Linked DNA regions of Sus scrofa: region 1 is linked to region 2. A link is a contact called in public HiChIP or PLAC-seq data. All regions are on one chromosome and are shown on one strand. Each heading gives the region's core, a stretch centred on a gene start, on an enhancer-like site or on the middle of the called end of the contact. The rest is flanking DNA. Distances are from core to core; before and after follow the strand shown.

Region 1 (5,708 bases), core at 533-3,032, 99 kb after region 2:
CTCCTTCCCTGTGCCCAGGGGCTCAGGCTCGCTAGATATCAGCAGGATAACCTTGGTCAGGGTGGTTGCACCCTGTCTACCTGCTTCCTCAACTTTAAAATGGGCGCTACTGCATCTCAGCAAACAGTAGTTGCTTCCCCATGCCCTGCCCCCTTTCCCTTCCTGGATCTTCAAGCTTTGGGTATCTTGGTGTGCCCGCCTTCCTTCCTTACCAAGCTACACAGACACGACAGTCTGTAGTTTATGTGTATATTACCAGTGTGTAATTGTGTGTATGTGTGCCTACTTTTATGTGTGTATGTGTAGATTTTATTGAAGTATGAAATTTATGTTTACAAATCATAAAATGTTATTTTTATATTTTACATCGAGCACATTTTTTTTAACTTACCAATGAAATTTAGAATTTTTTTTTAAATGCCACGGCTGTTTTCAAATCTGTATGTTTTAAGAAGATGAATATGCAAACTGCAGTGTATTTTTGTGATCTTTGATTCATTTTCTCTGTAGAATTAGTTGTCCTTGCTTGAAAAAAATATTTATGAACTAGATGGATTGCATGAGATTGGCTGGATCTGATGGGGTGGATCTGTGCTAATTCCCTTGTAATTTAAATTATAATGTTTAAAGTACTTTGAATAATTTAGGTAGTTTGTCCCAGACCTATATAATAAGTAGCATGTGAAGTTAAATTTTTGCTATGCATAGGATGTATTTTTTTTTTTTCAGTTTATAGTTCTCTTTAAAGGCAAATACATAGCTTGCTAGGTATTAATAGGGATAATTTATTCCAATAAAAACAAAGGTTAAAAAACTTCTACCTATATAAGTATATATACACAAATAAATACTAATTGTGTATTTATGTACACATGAAATTGCAAACAAAAACTGACTTGTAAGTATTATTGTCATAATTGATTTTGCACTTTTTAGAGACAATTTTGGTGTGCATATATAAGCTTTAGAAATGTTCATCCTGAATGAATATCTTTTAAGCATTTTCTTTGGCATTTCCTCATCACAGATATATTTTGACAGTCACAACTGGAAATCCTAATTAATCCTCAGTGATAAAATGTTAAATTTGGATCCCCAAGCTAGCGTGAGCAAATATATTACCATGTTAACCAGTTATAGTTCTCAAGCCCAAAGTACTTACTGAGAATGGGGACAGTCTGGTGTTACTCAGAAATCTCCTTTTCCATTCTCACACCCTGTTCACACACACTCAAGTTCTTTCATGGAAAAGCTGTTTCCTTACCTGTTTGTAGACCTTCGTCTGCGAGTCACAGCACTTATTTCAAAGTATGTCTCAGTGGACGCTCCAAATTAAGACTGTCCTTACGCAGTTCTTGCTCGTCTTCAAGAACAGATGAAAATCAGGAACTTGACAGAAACCACGAGACAGAAGGTTGACTGTCACTGCTGAATTGGTCAGTTTGAAATTGCTCAAGGTTGGGAAATGGAAACAAGGAGGGAGAGAGAGATGTTTGGATCTACGTGGATATCAGGCTGGCCTCCGTGCTAGTGCCTTTCCTTCAGTGATCAAAAAAAACAAAAAATGTGAGTTTTTTTCCTTTTTGAAATTTTCTACTATGTTCCCCCGCCACGTCACCACATCATACGGCAAATGAACAGCCAGGCAACAACCTGAGTAGGTTTTCTTTTCAAATTTTGCCATTACCAAGTTCAACATGTGAGAGGCGGAGAGCTGGTGGGGGCACCCATCTGCCACACCCTCCTAAAAGGAAACTGTTGTAGGGGAGGAAGGAACTCCCCCCTCACTTCTGAGCTCCTCTGGCCAATCTGAGAATAAAGTTGACATGAGACGGATTAACAGGAGAAAAGCAAACAAAAGTGTCATAACACGTATACACGGGAGAGACCCAGGAAAACTCAGTAACTCACAACGTGGCAGAAGCCACCACCTTAAATACCGTTTTCAGCTAAGGGCAAAGGAGGATGGTGGGGGGTCGTGGAATTCAAAGGGGAGGAAGGTAATGCACAGGAAGATGAGAAAGAGCAGATGGTAAACCAGTGTTTCTTGGGCCACAGGAACAATGGGACACAGAGAAACATTTTAACAAAAACGTTTGCTAGGGTCCTCCCGTTGTACACCTTGTTCATGATGGCTCCCTTCCTGGGACAGGTCCTCTGTCTAAATTCTTTTAGTCAGTTAAGGGGATGGTCAAAGGTTCCTGAATCTTTGGGGCCTAGATTTTTTCCAGCTCAAAATAATGAGCAGACCAAAGAGACAGATTTGGGGGTGGCAAGGTTTGCTCCCCCTTCCTTGTCAACAGCCACCCAGTGTAACTACTGTTCACAAACAGGTGGTGACTGGGGCTACCTGGAAATGTGGAATTAGCGTTTGAGTAAAGAAGCATTTTGGCACCCCTGACCACATCTGTTAGATAAGAGGTATTATTATTGCCATTTTTTTCCACATTAATTTTTCCATATTTGAGCATTACTGACAAATAGATCATGAGTAGGGCTTCAGATTAACTCGTGTGTTAATCTTTTGCTAAGTGTGTGCTGTTAATGTTACTGTTTTGAAAGTGAGAGGCAGGACCTCTTTGTATTTCTGGTTCCTTTTCAAGTTGTATAATATAATTTATAATGTCCTGAAGGGTGCTCTCTTTCCTGCTGAATACTAGTGTGCAGTTAGAAATGGAAATACTAAATTTGGCTGCAAACCTCTCATTAAAGTGTGTGACTCAGAACCAGATAAGAAAGAAACTTTGCCCTGAAAGGCTCTTTATTAGGCTGCTACGTTGCAGGTGTGTTCACTCAGGTTGTTCCATAGCTGAATTATGGGCTCAGAGTTTATTAACGTGTCAAGTTCAGTTGGACTTAAAAGTGTACCCTACGTTTATGGTTGCAGCAGTCAGTAGTACTTATTTATGGAGATATGATATGCCAGGTCCTGTTCTAAATACTTAGTATGCACCTACTGTGTGGTAGGCAGTGTTCCAGGTACTGGAGATGAAGTAGTGACTAAATCAGATTCCAGTCCCATCCTTCACGAAGCGCATTTGCTTATTTTGAGTCTTACATACAGACATAGTCACTATTGATCCTTAGTAAACTCAGCAGAGGCCCTGGGGGACCCAGAGCTGGTTTAGGGAAGCTTCCCACTTGGCTCTGCCTGGGTGATGCAGTCCTCCTTCTTCCCAGGGCCCACTGGGTCCTGGCTGCTGCTTGGAGGCCAGGAGCACCATATGCCTGTGAACTGGAGGTTGGCAATTGCCATCTGCCTCGATGTGGACTGAATCATGAGCTACTGCAGCTGCTGATCCTGAAGGGAGCAACACCCCCTGAAGGGAGCTCAGGGTGGAGATCAAGAGTGAGGCACTCTGTGCTGGGGGTGAGGGGGGGAACTGGCAGAACAGGTCTTCAGGGAGTTAGATATTTTCAGGAGAACATTTTATGTGCCCAATTCTTGCATCTGCTCACATGTAGAAAAGCATTGAAATCCTTCACGGTGTCATCTGCGCCTCATGACTAGTAGTAATCTTCAGGACACCAGCAGCAACCCTCTGTAAAAATGTATGCTTGGTTGCATGTAGCACTCCTTCACCAAGATCACGTACATACTGATATTCTCCCCTGCCTCTTTGGAGCCCTAGCTCAGAGCTATCTGAAATGCTGCCTCCCAGGCTATGGTCCTCATTTCGCCCCAAATAAAATTTAACCCTCAACTTTTAGGTTGTGCATATTTTTAAAGTTGACATGCCTATAGAGGCTTGCTAGCTTCTGCTGCAAGGAGATCTGCCTGGTAAATATGTTTAAGCACAAATAGACAAACAGGATGAGCCTGCTTCAGAGCCTGCTTATTATCAGAGCATGCTGTAGAGTCCCTCAGATGTAAATGTTATGCTAACTAAATGGATGATTTGGCTTTCAAGACTTCCCTGATTTATTGCAGGAGGCTCTGCATTTATTCTGATGGTTTCAGAAACACCCTTTAATTGTTCCCTCGCATTCTTGCCTTCTCCGTGGGGTGCTCCTCATAGGTATGGAGCCTGTTGGGGTGAGGGGGAAGTAGACAGACATTATTATTAAATTAAGTTCACTGGAGCTGCTTGTTTTCCTCTCTGTGCCAGGAGTTGTGAAGTCCAAGGCCAAAGGGATAGCATGCAAGTGGTCTCTGATGGCAGGTCCAGATACCTGAGGTAGACCCTTAGGGGAGAAAGGAAATTGCAGAACTCATGGCCCACGGTGGGGGAGGGGGGCAGCTGCTGCCCAGCTAGAGCTTATCAGGGCCCAGCGTTGCCTCACTGTGGATGGACCAGTGTTGTCAGAACCTTGCCTGCCGATCATGTGGGCTGTTCCAGATGCTTTTTGTGTTTAAGTGTTTTAACTCATTGAGTTCTCACAACAGCTCTGTGAGCTGGGTGGCTTTCACTCCTGTCCCTCCCCCTCCCTTTCCTAAGAGTAGAGGAAGCTGAGGCACAGAGATCCTAAGTTAGGTCCCACAGCTCCTAGAGCTGGAGTTTGGATCCTGGCAAAGGCAGATCCTGGAGCCCATGCTCCTAACTTCACTTCTGTGTCTCTCCTGGTTTCATGCATTGTTGAAATCAGACACTTTGCAAACTCTTGTAGGCTTGCCGTCTGGTGGGCTGAAACAGAACCTGAGTGTGACTGTGTTTGGCTTATGGGAAGCTGGTTTGTGGCATAAGCAGGGTAGGGAGGGTATGACCAGGGTCTCGGAAGGAAATCTCATCTGCAAGGACTGGATCAAAGCATAGATGCATGTATCTCACACACTTGGTCTATGTTGACTGAAAAAAATTGCACAGCCTTAAAGTCGAGAGTTACCATTTTTTTTTTTTTTTTGGTCTTTTTAGGGCTGCACCTGCGGCATATGGAGGTTCCCAGGTTAGGGGTCCAATTGGAGCTGTAGCTGCCCACCTACACCACAGCCACAGCAATGTCAGATCCTACTTGCGTCTGTGACGTACACCACAGCGCATGGCAACGCCGGAGCCTTAACCCAATGAGCAGGCCAGGGATTGAACCCGCAACCTTATGGTTCCAGTCAGATTAGTTTCCGCTGCGCCACGACGGGAACTCTGAGAGTTATCTTTTATTCGGGGACTTTCCGAGGACTTCGAGCCTGGAACACAGCATCTCAGATAAAGCTGAGAAACCGTTCCCAAGAGGTGGGGGGGGGGTGGGGTCAGGTTATATAGAAGTTTTTGCCACGAAAGACCAGGTAGTAGGAACATCAAAAGATTACTGTTAATTGAAAAAACCCAGACATGTCAAGTTAATGAATTGAGTGCTTTTCTGTATGGGAAGATGTAAAGTTGGGCTCATTGACATCATTCCTTTGATATGCATCTTAACTATCTAGGGCCTATATCCTGTGGCTGCAGCATTTGACTGCTAGATGGTGGGCCTTCTTTGTTTCCATTCTGAGTTCCTTCAGGGCTCACTGCTGTTGGGACAGCTGTACCATGATGCCTTGATGGCTGTAACATCCTTTGTTTACCGACATGGCCAGCGATATGTCTCATTCACGTTGAGCACGTTGAGTTTTTTTTTTTCTTTTTTTTTGGTATTAGATCTCTTTGCAGCCAATCTATATAGGAACCATTGGGGGGCAACTATTCCTATTTTTACAGAGGAAAAAAACAGAGCTTTGGAAAATTTAACTAAGTTATTTAAGCTAGGAAGTGGCAAGGCTGGATTGCAGCTAG
Region 2 (5,703 bases), core at 647-3,146:
CCGGGGCTGCAGGGAGGTGTTTGCCACTAGAGGGCGCCATGTGCCCAGGGCTGAGAGTCCTCGGTGCTCTAGTCACAGACTTCACTGGAGAAAATGTCCGTGTAGCCCATTCAAGAGTAATTATATTGAATGTTGACTCAACTCTGGAAAGATTTGATGTAAGTGAGTGGTTGCTTTGTGGTTACTATGCCTTTTTATGAGTAAGACAAAAACCACATTTTTAAACCTGTAATTCAGACTGGTCACCTTTTCTTAATCTGTCAGGAAGAGTAACTGGACATATCTTTCTGAAATATTTAACATAAGTAATTTTTACAATATTTCTGGAATTCGCTTATGAGCTGCAGAGCTGTTTTGATTCCTAATCAGTCATTCGATTTTGAGCAGGTTACAGACAAGTTACTCGTGCCTAAGTGTCCTTTCTTGTCACATTGGCATAGAACACATACTTGCCCTCTCTATCTCTAAGGAGACATGAGCACTTTGAGAATTCTAAAGCCCTATATACGTAAGTCTTAAAGAATTGTTACTGTTAATGATAATAACGTGGCAAGCATTATTAGTATTATTGTGGAAGAACCAGTCTGAGGGCATAATTCTCTGATAAGGAGTTCTATAAAGTGGTGTGGTTAGGATTCAGAAACAGCTCACTTCTTTTTAATGCACTTCCCCTTTTTTGGTTTCATAATTTGTGTTAGGACTTAGACAACACAGTAGGTAGTAGAAAAACTGACCAACCCCTGCAGTTGCAATAAGGTTGAGGTTTGTGCTTGCTGAAGACATGTTTAGGTATGCTTGGGCCCCAGACTGCAGAGTGCTTCCCACGTCTGTTTGGGAAATTTGACCTTTACCCCTGGGTTCCCTTTTCTCTGGATAGGGAGTGGGGAAAGCAGCTGTCTAGAGGACTCAGAAATCTAAGGTTCAGGCTGGTGTGTGTGATCATTCTCGGTATTTGGTGAAAGCCTGCTAAAACCATTATGCATGGGCATGAAGGCATTTGAGGGCTTGGTCCTGCCCTGTGGTTGGACTGTGGCCAGCGTGAGAATAGGAGCTGGCAGTGTGCCCCCTGTGGGGTGTGCCAGGCATGCGTTCACAGCTAGCCATGGAGAATGTTATTCCATTACCTGCCCCCCCCCCCCCGAGCCAGCTACTGCTTCCAAGTGATGGGTAAGGTAGAAAGTATACATCTCAACATCCTCGATGTTTACTTATTCTAGATTTATGCTACTTGGGTTTCCATTCAGTATATGTGAGATATCAAAGTCTATAACACTTAGAATGGGGCTCAGAGACTCCTGTCACCAGTGGCCAGGCAGGCGATATAAACTAGAGGTGGGCTGCTGTATACAGTTCCCCCAGAGGGTGAGGCCAAGGTCACTGGGAAAGGGGGCTGCCCTTTCTGCACCGGGTAGCCTTTCTTGGCTTCTGCTTGGTTTGCAGACCCACTGTTGCCTGACCTTCCAGAATTTCAGGAGAACTTGAATGTCAGCTTTCCCAGTCTTAAACCACTCTGCCAGCCAAGCAGTGTGTCTGTGGGCCATGTCCACTCAGATGCCTGTCACTCTCCAGCTCCTGGGAGTGTCTTATGCAGCACTCACTCACGATTGGCCCGTTCAGTGTTTCAGAACCATGTCTACTCTGCGTACTAGAGGCAGAGAAGCCCAGAATCCTCATGGGGGCCTTACAGTGGGGGCCGTGGGGACCTCCGGATTCCAATCCCTGCCTGAGTCTGTTGCCTGGGACCCACAGGCAGGGGTCACCTTGCTGACCTCCTCTCTGAGCAGCAAGCCAGGGAGGTGCCCCCTCCACCTTCCAGAGCCCCAGACCACTTCCTTCTGCTTGGCTTCTCTCCTGGTTTGTGCTGTGCTGGGCAGGAGGGAGGAAGCAGCTGTGGCTTTGGGTGCTCCCCAGGGGCATGGATAGAAGGGAAAGTTGAAAGGAAGCAGGAAGAGCTGCCTTTTCACTTCTCCCTCTGGTGCTGGAGGAGGCAGACTTTCTCCTGAGTAACAAAGGGAAAGGCCAGCCCAACTGTGCTGGTAACAGTGTGTGCCCAAACAGTGGCAGGTGTGCATTTCCTCTTTCCCTGACGGCAGATCCCAGCCACCACACACCAGACACCAGAATACCGACTGTTTATTGTTTGCATTTATTTTCTGCATAGACCATTCACAGAGTACTCCCTGGACAGGTGCAATGAGTTCATGTGAGATTTTTGACTGGAAAGTCCGGAGCAGGCCTTTCTTCCACTCTGGCCCAGGCCTCCAAGGCCAGACTAGCTCTACACCATTGTGGCCGGGGAACTCTGACCACATGATCCGCCAGGCCAAACCTCAGTTTCTTCACTGCCTCCAGCATTGAGCTGGGCCTAATGTGTCTTCCAGAGATGTTCACTGAATTGGTTTTTGGAGGCTCTTAAAAAAGCATCTGGGGAGTTCCTGTTGTCGCTCAGAGCAATGAACCGACTAGTATTGATGAAGATGAGGATTCGATCCCTGGCTTCACTCAGTGGGTTAAGCATCCGGGATTACTGTGAGCTGTGGTGTAGGTCGAAGGTGTGGCTCGGATCCCACAGCGTTGCTGTAGCTGTGGTGTAGGCCAGCAGCTCTAGCTCTGATTGGATCCCTAGCCTGAGAACTTCCACATGCTGCAGGTGCAACCGTAAAAAGGAAGAAAAAAAAAAAAATGACTGGGTCCTTGAACTGGAAGGGGCAACCCTTCTGAAAGATTTGCCTCGGAAGGGTTGGGGTGAAGGCAGGGATGAGCTCTGTGTAATATGTCAGTTTTACCAGTGGATCAGGTCCAGATGTATAAGAGGATCTGTGCAGGTGGAAGTGGGAGGGCAGCTGACAGGAGAGGTCTTGGCAGGCAAGTCAGCAGGTTAGTGCATTTCTTGGTGGTGTTACAGACGATTCAGTCACCTGGATGAGTCTCAGTTTCTTCCTTTGTGCATGGGGCATCCTATCTCCTGATGTGGAAATGGCAGGAAACTATATGGATAAAGCATTTCAAAATTAATAGTGCCTGGCTTTAAATGGTTCTCAGTAAACACTAACTGCTACCCTTCCTGACTGATGGGTTTAGGAAGGCAGTGAGACCCTGGAGAGATGGCAGGAATGTGATCCTTTGGTTCCCTTCGGACTACTGTGGGGACACACATACATATCACACAGTCTGGTAATCCATAAAGCACAGCCTGGACCTATCAGACGTTTTACTTTCTCAGATTTTCACAGAGGCTTTACCCCCAGTAGGGGGCGGTTGGATGGGACTGGCCCACCCCAGGCCCGCTGGCTGCTACCATGTTGTAAGAGCGATCACCCTCATTTCAGTGCTTAGGTCTTTTCTGTTCTTTTTAAACATGTTTAAGAAAAAAAGAAGTCATTTTATTTTTATTGCTTTTTTTTTTTTTTTAAGGGCTATACCCCAGGCATATGAAGATTCCCAGGCAAGGGTTCGAATCAGAACTGTAGCTGCTGGCCTACACCATAGCCACAGCAATAATACAGATCTTTAACCCACTGAGCGAAGTCTGGGATAGAACCTGCATCTTCATGGATGCTAGTCAGATTCGTTTCCACTGCACCACAATGGGAACTCCAAAAAAGTCACTCTTTAAAATGGGACTCAAGATAAGAGGGTCAAATGAGGCAGAAGTCAAGGAAACTAGGAAAGCACCCATAAGTGTCTTCCCATTGTGGTGCCTGTGGAGTTATTAATGCCGATCACGGCCCCGCCTGAGCTTCTTAGGCCTCGTGTTACTCATTTCCCCGCTGGACACCAGAGGAAGCCTTGCTAACCTTTTACAACTGTTTTCTTCTTTCTTAAAATAACTCTATTAGTAAAAGGGCAGTTATATTAACATGGTTGAGGGAGAAAGTGGTATGTCCAGACATTTAGACTTTGCTGTGATTGAGAAGGGCCAGTAATGAGTCCATTTCTATCATGGGTGGGCCTTTGAGTTTGTTTTTTCCTTCTTCAGCCTTTCCTTGAGTACTTCCTAGCACTAGGCCTTGTTTCAAGAAATTTTCCCTGGCTGATGAGACACACGTTTAAAAAGAGATTTTTTTGGGAGTTCATGTTATGGCTCAGCGTGTTGTGAACCAACTAGTATCTTTGAGGATGCAGGTTTGATCCCTGGCCTTGCTCAGTGGGTATGAGGATCTGGTGTTGCTGTGAACTGTGGTGTAGGTTGCAGATGTGGCTTGGATCCTGAGTTGCTGTAGCTGTGGTGTAGGCTGGCAGCTGCAGCACAGATTCAACCCCAGCTTGGGACCGTCCATATGCTATAGGTGTGGCCCTAAAAAAAAGAAGATAGGAGAGTTTTTTAAAATATTCTACTTCACAGATGAGGAAACCAAGGTTTTGGTAGGATGAGAAAATTGTCTAAGCCTTACTAGTAGGATCTGCTTCATATGGTGGCATATGGTAAACACCAAGTAAATGCCAATTAAGTTCTTGGCTGGGCAGCTTTGGTTATCAAGTGAGAGGAACCTAGCTCCATGTTTTAGAAATTTATATTTTTCTTCTTTTCCTCTGTCTGTTTCCTTCATTCACCCTAAAGAGGCAAGCAGTCAAATTTATTGTATTATACAGCGATGACTCTTGGAAATTAAGGCTGGTGTTTTAGTTACTTTCCATATGAAAGACATGGCACTTTTCAAGGACTTTGGAGGGGTTACTTTGTGGTTCTAATTCATCTCATAAAATGACTTCTGTTATCATGCAATTACGTATTTCTCAGAACTTTTTTACTTATTGTTGGAATGTTGATGAACTAACTGAGAGTTAAATTAATTTTTGGCACAGTGCGAATTAATGGCAGTTGATTTAAATACGCAGAGGAATTGTTTTAATTTTTTATCTACCTCCTTTCCCTACTCAGAACTTAGAGTTGTGCTATTTTTAACTGCTGCTTTAAAGAAGAAAAGAACAAAAAATGGCAAGTCTTTTCTGCTTTCTTGGTGTATGTTTTGTTTCTTTGATGTCGTGAGACCTAAAGACCATCAACGTTGTTCTAAGGATGTGAGACAGGAAGCTGCCCTTTTACCTGTCAAAAATCAGCTGTCTCAAATATCTTTTGGAAATGTACATACGGAAACATTCGTATATACATATAAAGATTTTTTAAGTAAGAATACTATTTATATTTAAATACTGGAGTTCCCGTCGTGGCGCAGTGGTTAACGAATCCGACTAGGAACCATGAGGTTGCGGGTTCGGTCCCTGCCCTTGCTCAGTGGGTTAACGTTGCCGTGAGCTGTGGTGTAGGTTGCAGACGCGGCTCGGATCCCGCGTTGCTGTGGCTCTGGCGTAGGCCGGTGGCTACAGCTCCGATTCAACCCCTAGCCTGGGAACCTCCATATGCCGAGGGATGGCCCAAGAAATAGCAACAATAACAACAACAACAACAACAACAAAAAGACAAAAAAAAATAAATAAATAAATAAATACTAAGTCTTCTGGGTGTGTACTTAATAAGTCATAGGCGTATTACCTTATATGGGGATTCTGCATGTTGGAAATAGTATTTATGACTGTGTACAACAGGATTATGTTCTGTTAGCAAATTTAGAGCAGTTTTTACCTTACGCAACTCTTGAAGTTCATCCAGGTCTCTGCACTGTGCCTCAGGTTGCAAACCATATGACTTGCTAATATCACTACTCTACGTATTATCATATTATTTATTGGTGCTGTAATATG

Evidence for each region. HiChIP or PLAC-seq counts read pairs in DNA pulled down with a chosen protein or histone mark.
Region 1: a contact with region 2 is called in an H3K27ac HiChIP or PLAC-seq map of alveolar macrophages. The contact joins the promoter of P2RY14 here to the enhancer-like site in region 2. A contact is called at or near these places in 1 of 5 promoter capture datasets (liver), 28 of 47 Hi-C or Micro-C datasets (adipose tissue, alveolar macrophages, blood and 15 more) and 2 of 2 datasets of contacts at active chromatin or transcription factors (alveolar macrophages and skeletal muscle).

What each region holds. Positions count from the first base shown.
Region 1 is chr13:91,451,979-91,457,686 of Sscrofa11.1, forward strand. P2RY14 (P2Y purinoceptor 14) reads right to left here and starts at 1,783. Exons shown (of 4, transcript XM_021069622.1): 1 at 1,265-1,783. The region is part of intron 16 of MED12L (mediator of RNA polymerase II transcription subunit 12-like protein); the gene reads left to right.
Region 2 is chr13:91,352,450-91,358,152 of Sscrofa11.1, forward strand. The region is part of intron 11 of MED12L (mediator of RNA polymerase II transcription subunit 12-like protein); the gene reads left to right. Among named protein-coding and RNA genes, the nearest start is that of GPR171, 35 kb to the right of the region's middle. Within about 2 kb of position 1,897, at least 17 of the 83 cell types and tissues checked have an H3K27ac peak or open chromatin away from gene starts, as enhancers often do. A contact at or near this core is called in adipose tissue, alveolar macrophages, omental adipose tissue and 2 more, where this site is marked.